2 separate regions of the Mus musculus genome follow, and region 2 is linked to region 1. A link is a contact called in public HiChIP or PLAC-seq data. All regions are on one chromosome and are shown on one strand. Each heading gives the region's core, a stretch centred on a gene start, on an enhancer-like site or on the middle of the called end of the contact. The rest is flanking DNA. Distances are from core to core; before and after follow the strand shown.

What was found. HiChIP or PLAC-seq counts read pairs in DNA pulled down with a chosen protein or histone mark.
Region 2: a contact with region 1 is called in a FOXA1 HiChIP or PLAC-seq map of pancreatic cancer cells. The contact joins two enhancer-like sites. A contact is called at or near these places in 1 of 15 datasets of contacts at CTCF or cohesin (the NIH/3T3 cell line), 3 of 484 Hi-C or Micro-C datasets (nephron progenitors, peritoneal macrophages and uterus) and 1 of 115 datasets of contacts at active chromatin or transcription factors (pancreatic cancer cells).

Annotation. Positions count from the first base shown.
Region 1 is chr2:137,133,027-137,135,765 of GRCm38.p6, forward strand. No RefSeq gene overlaps it. Among named protein-coding and RNA genes, the nearest start is that of Jag1, 18 kb to the left of the region's middle. Within about 2 kb of position 1,430, at least 17 of the 459 cell types and tissues checked have an H3K27ac peak or open chromatin away from gene starts, as enhancers often do. A contact at or near this core is called in pancreatic cancer cells, where this site is marked.
Region 2 is chr2:137,412,463-137,415,162 of GRCm38.p6, forward strand. No RefSeq gene overlaps it. Among named protein-coding and RNA genes, the nearest start is that of Gm14055, 130 kb to the left of the region's middle. Within about 2 kb of position 1,254, at least 34 of the 459 cell types and tissues checked have an H3K27ac peak or open chromatin away from gene starts, as enhancers often do. A contact at or near this core is called in pancreatic cancer cells, where this site is marked.

The DNA.
Region 1 (2,739 bases), core at 180-2,679:
TAACAATTTCTTTTGAGTAGGGTGGACGGGAAACTCAAGTCATGTATGTAAAGAACTTAGCTTGATTCTTGGCACATAAGTTCTCTACTTGTTTGAGATACCATTCCATTATCAGCTTAATGATGGTTTTTAGTAGTATACTATAGGGAGCTAAATTAACCTCAATTAAGGAGATATGAGTGATGTTTATTTTGAATAAGCAGACAGAAGTTAATAGGATCTAGAAGGGGAGTCCAATATGCTTACCTCTAAAAGCTTAGGACCTGTGGTCAGATCCCAACACCTATGTCAGAAAGCTGAGTGTAGCTGGATGTGCCCATAACACAAGTGTTATGGGGCCTGAAGATATGAGAATCCACAGGGCTTGGCATCTGCCAGCCTACCTCTGGGTTCAGTAAGAGACCCTGCCTCAAAGTACTAAAGTGGAGAATGATAAAGTAGACACCTAATGTTCTCCTTCGATCCTTGAGAGCTCAGGTGCAGCAACTAAAGAAATGTAGAATATATCAAAGAAAATAAGTCAAAAACAGCTGTTCTAAATCCATAATGATTGGTGCATTTGAACTCTGAGGCTCTTGATAGAGGAAGGAGTGTGAGTAGATAGCATACATAAATAGAAAGAGAGAAAGAGAGAGAGGGGGGGAGAGAGAGAGGGAGAGTGGGAGAGAGGGGGGGAGAGAGAGAGGGGGGGGGAGAGGGAGAGGGAGAGGGAGAGAGAGAGAGAGAGAAAGTAACCAAGGCCTGGGCAGTGTTTTATGCATACAATAATTGTTCATTGAAAAGATCTGTTGGGTTAATTCTGAGTCAAAATAGAAGCATCTAGGACATTGCTAACAGACTTGCTTCCACAGGAGAGGGAAGGAGAGTGGGGTCAGGTTTAGCAATGGAGAACTTAGCTCACCTGGGAAACAAAAAGGGAGCCAAGTGAGAAGGAGGTCTGTGTGTGTTTGTGAGGCCCATCCTAATAAGTAGGCAACTGAAGTCAAGTCTCCAACAAGGAAGCTGGCAGATAGCCTGTGCTTACTTGAGTCCTGCTTTAGGCCCTTGAACTTAGGTCCTGGAACCTGTTCTTTCTTCTCGTTGTCACAGGAAAAATGAAAAGGGTGGCAGGAAGAGTCCATTGTTCTCCCAGAGATCAAAGGTCATGCATACTTGTGGGCTTTATGTCTCCAGACCACAGCACAGGTGGCAGTGACTAACCTCATTTCATTCTGCGGACCGAGATACCCAGTCTCCTTAACCCGCCCTCCTGCAAACACTCTTCCTGTGATATACACAGTCTTTCTAGTGCTGGCCTCTCAGAGAGCTGCTGGATCAGTGGGTCTCAACCTTCCTAAGGCCACAACCCTTTAGTACAGTTCCTCACATTGTGGTGACCCCACCAGCCACGAAGTTAGCTTGTTGCTACTTCATAACTGTAGTTTTGCTACTTTTATGAATCATAATGTAAACATTTGCTATGAATGATATCTGATGAGCAACCCCTGAGGGTCACTGTGCTAGGTAGTTCCATAAAGTCCTTTTAGCTTGCCCTTGTCTGACCTAAGAAGGAATCACCTTGAGAAGCTGGTACATAGATTAGTTTCTCTCTCTCTCAGAGTTTGACTCAGAAAATCTTAGGGTAGAGCCCTGGAATTTGCTAGGCAAAAACTCTTTCCAGGTATCACCACTGCCTCAGCTGCTGCTGCTGTGGGATCCATGAACTGAAGGGCCCTAGCATAGTCCTGTGCCCCTTCCCTATTTCTATTAGCTCCCTCAGCCCTGGATCTTGAATGTGGAGTGCTGTCTATCTTCTAGGGGATAGGGTTAAACTTTAATAAACTCACCAGCTGGTGTTAGTTGGGATTCTATTTGAAAATGTAGCTTCTCGTTAGTAGGACTTTAGCATAGTTAGAGCAACATGTCCAAGTCCTTTTCAGAGGAGCCACTGCTTTTTAATGTCTTACCTGAGCACATGAGATATGAAACTGTAAGAGGCATATGAAGGGTCATGGGTAGCATTAAGACTTTGAACATGTAAAGTCTATAATAAGTGATTTTTCTGCTTTCTTCGCCTTCTGTTTTGCTGTTGTTTTGCACCCCTGGGATATTTTGGGAGATATTCCCTTCCTACTGACATTCTTAACAATCTTGTTCCCACTGCTGAGCGTCCTTTGAAGTTCCAGTCTTAAGACATTTCCAGCAAGGTGTCCCTTTACTTCATCTCCATCGTCTGAAATAAAATCCTCAGTTTGATTTAGTTAGGCTCTCACCCATCTTCTTTATCAGCCCTGAAAATAAAATTTGGAACATGTAAAGGTATCTTTACAAAGTGTGGCTTGTCATCTGAATGATCTGCTCCAACAAAGCCACTTTCACCACTGTCCTTTCTATATCCTGCACGTGAGTTTTTGAGGTTTGGTTTCCAAGGGGAAGTGATAAGGCTGTGCTCCTGCTCCTTGATGACTGGAGGCTATGTCTGTAGATGGCCATGTTGGGAAATCAAAGCAGCCCAGTGATGGGTGTAAGCAAGAGCATCTTAACTCCTATTTGGGCTTTGCAACTCCTTGACCACTGAGAAGACTCTAGTGCTCATAGCTCATATCTCACCAGCCCTGTGCTGGGAACCCGGCAGCCATACAGTATCTGCATTGGTTTCTCCTGTCCCACAGATGCGTGGTTCTTAGGCAACAGCTGGAGTTTATTTTGATCTCTGTCTTTTGAAGCCAGAAACTGTTCATGTGTAACTTTAAAGAAAAC
Region 2 (2,700 bases), core at 4-2,503, 280 kb after region 1:
CAACGCATCTTTGAAAATGTAATAACATCTTAACAACATCCTCCATTCCTCCATTTACCGTGGTTTACAATCTTTAGCACTTAAGCCTTTGACTTGTCCTTATATTCTGTCGCTAATTCTACTTAGGTCTACAGCATGGGCCTGTGAGCTGCCCTCAGCAGTTGTTTATATCCTAATGATGAAAGTCGTGTGTAAAGTCAGATTGTCTACTGCTGCTTCCATACCAGAATCCTCTGGCCATCATACAATTTTAGCTTCTTTGCTGAGCATACAGCTCAGCCTATGCCACAGAATTATCCCATAATAATGAAGTAGGCGAGGTTATTGGGATGGATTCATAGCCTACCACATTGTCTCCGACTCTAATAAGTTAAGTGAGTTTCTCTTGTTAAGACACAGTAGCAAGTCTGATGCAAACAGGGCTGGCTCTTGCTGCTCTCTGGGCCTTGAGACTGCTAAGGGAAGAAAGCTGAACTTGTCTGCTAGACAGTCAGGTACACACCTGATAATCTACTGTGTGAACATAGCCTTCCTGGTTCACCTAGCTTCTAACACATGAGAGTATAGGAATGTTGCCCAAGCTGGCCCTGGCTGGAACTGCCCAGCTGATCTGTGAAGTGTTTGATAAATGGTTTAAATGGTTGTTATTTTAAAGGTAACAAAATGAGTTGGTGTAAAGAAAACTGTTAATTTTTTTGGTATACATTTCTGAAGTAATTTTCTTTAAACTGATTACCTAAAAGATAAATGCAATTATAAATGCAGGGATGGAGTGATACAATCTTTTCCATGTAGGGTATTTCTTAACATTTAGCATGACCTGTATCTGACTAAGAATGAAGGCTCCCCACAAAGGTGGCATCCCTCTATGAACTGTTTGGTAATTAACCAGGTTCTTGCAACTCTACTCCCTGGGCTCCAAAGAAACCTTAGCCACCCTTGCCAGTACAATCTATATTCTATAATAAAGGTTTCTAAAAGATCACTATCATAACCATGGTTACTCTGCTTATCACTCTCTGCATAGCACTTACAGTGGGCTGGGCTGGCTAGTGATGTGGCCTCATAAACAGCAAAGGTCACTGCAAAGCAAGGACCTGACTGGCAGAATCCAGAGCTCCTGTGTGAGACTTGGGTCTAGTACAAAGGAAACAAATTACCTAAGGAATGATTGCATGCCCTTGATCTACCGGATGTAGGTCCTTACCCACCTGACACTAGTGTTGACTTGCTAAAGAACACATTCCATCCGCAAGAGTCAGCAGGGAAACCCCTACCCTGGTCTGGCTCTGCTCTGATACATAGCAAGTGCTGCACAGTGGAGAGAAACTTTGCAAGCACAGGCGATGTTTAGACATTTCAGCCAGTACTTCTAAGCATTTATTTCTACAATTTCTTGGCAGATGAAAATGAGTCTCGGGGTATGGATAGTATGTAGGAGAGGATTAGGAAGCTGAAGATCTTCCCTCCCGGGTTCTGCCAGCTTCTGGATATATGAATATGACCAAGACATTGTCTTATGGAGATCCTCTACTTTATCATTGGTAAAATGAGCGGAACCATGGCTTTTCTTGGGGAATTTGCAACATATGAATTTTATTCAAATGCCTAAGTGAAAAGATTCTCCCCCAGAGCAGCACTCTAACTTACTGAAGTCACCAGGGAATATTGCTAAAGTGAACATTCTCTCAGGAACACTGGACCAGGGCCTGAAAAATGGTATTTTTTTATTGAGCTCCACTCCCAAGTAATGCTGATGCCGTGAGTCCATGGGTCACACTTGAAGTAGCAAGACCCCTCAGAATGTGGCTTGTGTGTTAATTTATGTTAATTTTGTATAGAAAATATGAGTACTTACTGGCAAATGAACTTGAATAGAAGCTTGAAAAGCTCAACTGACTTCAGTTTGATGCTTTTAAGCGTTTGGAAGCGATGATCCCTAAGATGCCATTTCTCACAGTGTAATCCATGTTTAAAGTAAAAGCTAATACTTGTCTGGACAGTAGACTGATTCCTAGAGAGACTCTCCTAATACTGCCAGTGTCATAGATAAAACGCATTTCAAGATTCCCCAAACCACGGCAAACAGAGGAAAATAACTAGAACTTCAAAGAGCTGTGGCAAGAGATCTAGGACCCAGGATCTAGGATCATCAGTTACCTGGTAAAATTCAGCAATGACTGGTAACACAAAGGTAAGAAGAAAAAGAAATCACATTTTGTTACATAAGCATGGCTTGAATTTTAACTGAACAGTGTGGCATACACCGGGAGTTGAGATAGTGTGCTAGCCTGATGCATCTTCTGCCTTTAGGCGATTGCGGTGAGGGTGTTAAGAAACTAGAGTAAGTTCTCAAATACAAGGCTTTAAAATAGTTTGTGGACAGTCTTGTTGTTGTTGTTGTTGTGGTGGTGGTGGTGGTGGTGGTGCAATTTATTCAATAGTGAGAGTCAGACACATGAAAGACTGTACTTCTCCTTCCTTCCTGAAGAAAAGGGGAATATGGATTTTCCTCTTGTTAAAGATGAATAGAAATGACTTTAGACTTTCGGAAAAGTTCCTCTGTATCCAGAAACCTTGTGTGACAAAAGCTTACAGAAACTGTGATATTATGAAAATTAGGAAAGTAATTAGTACAGTGCTCATAACATAGTTTACTGGAATTTCACTGTTTATTTTTTCTAATAAGGGTTTTTTGTT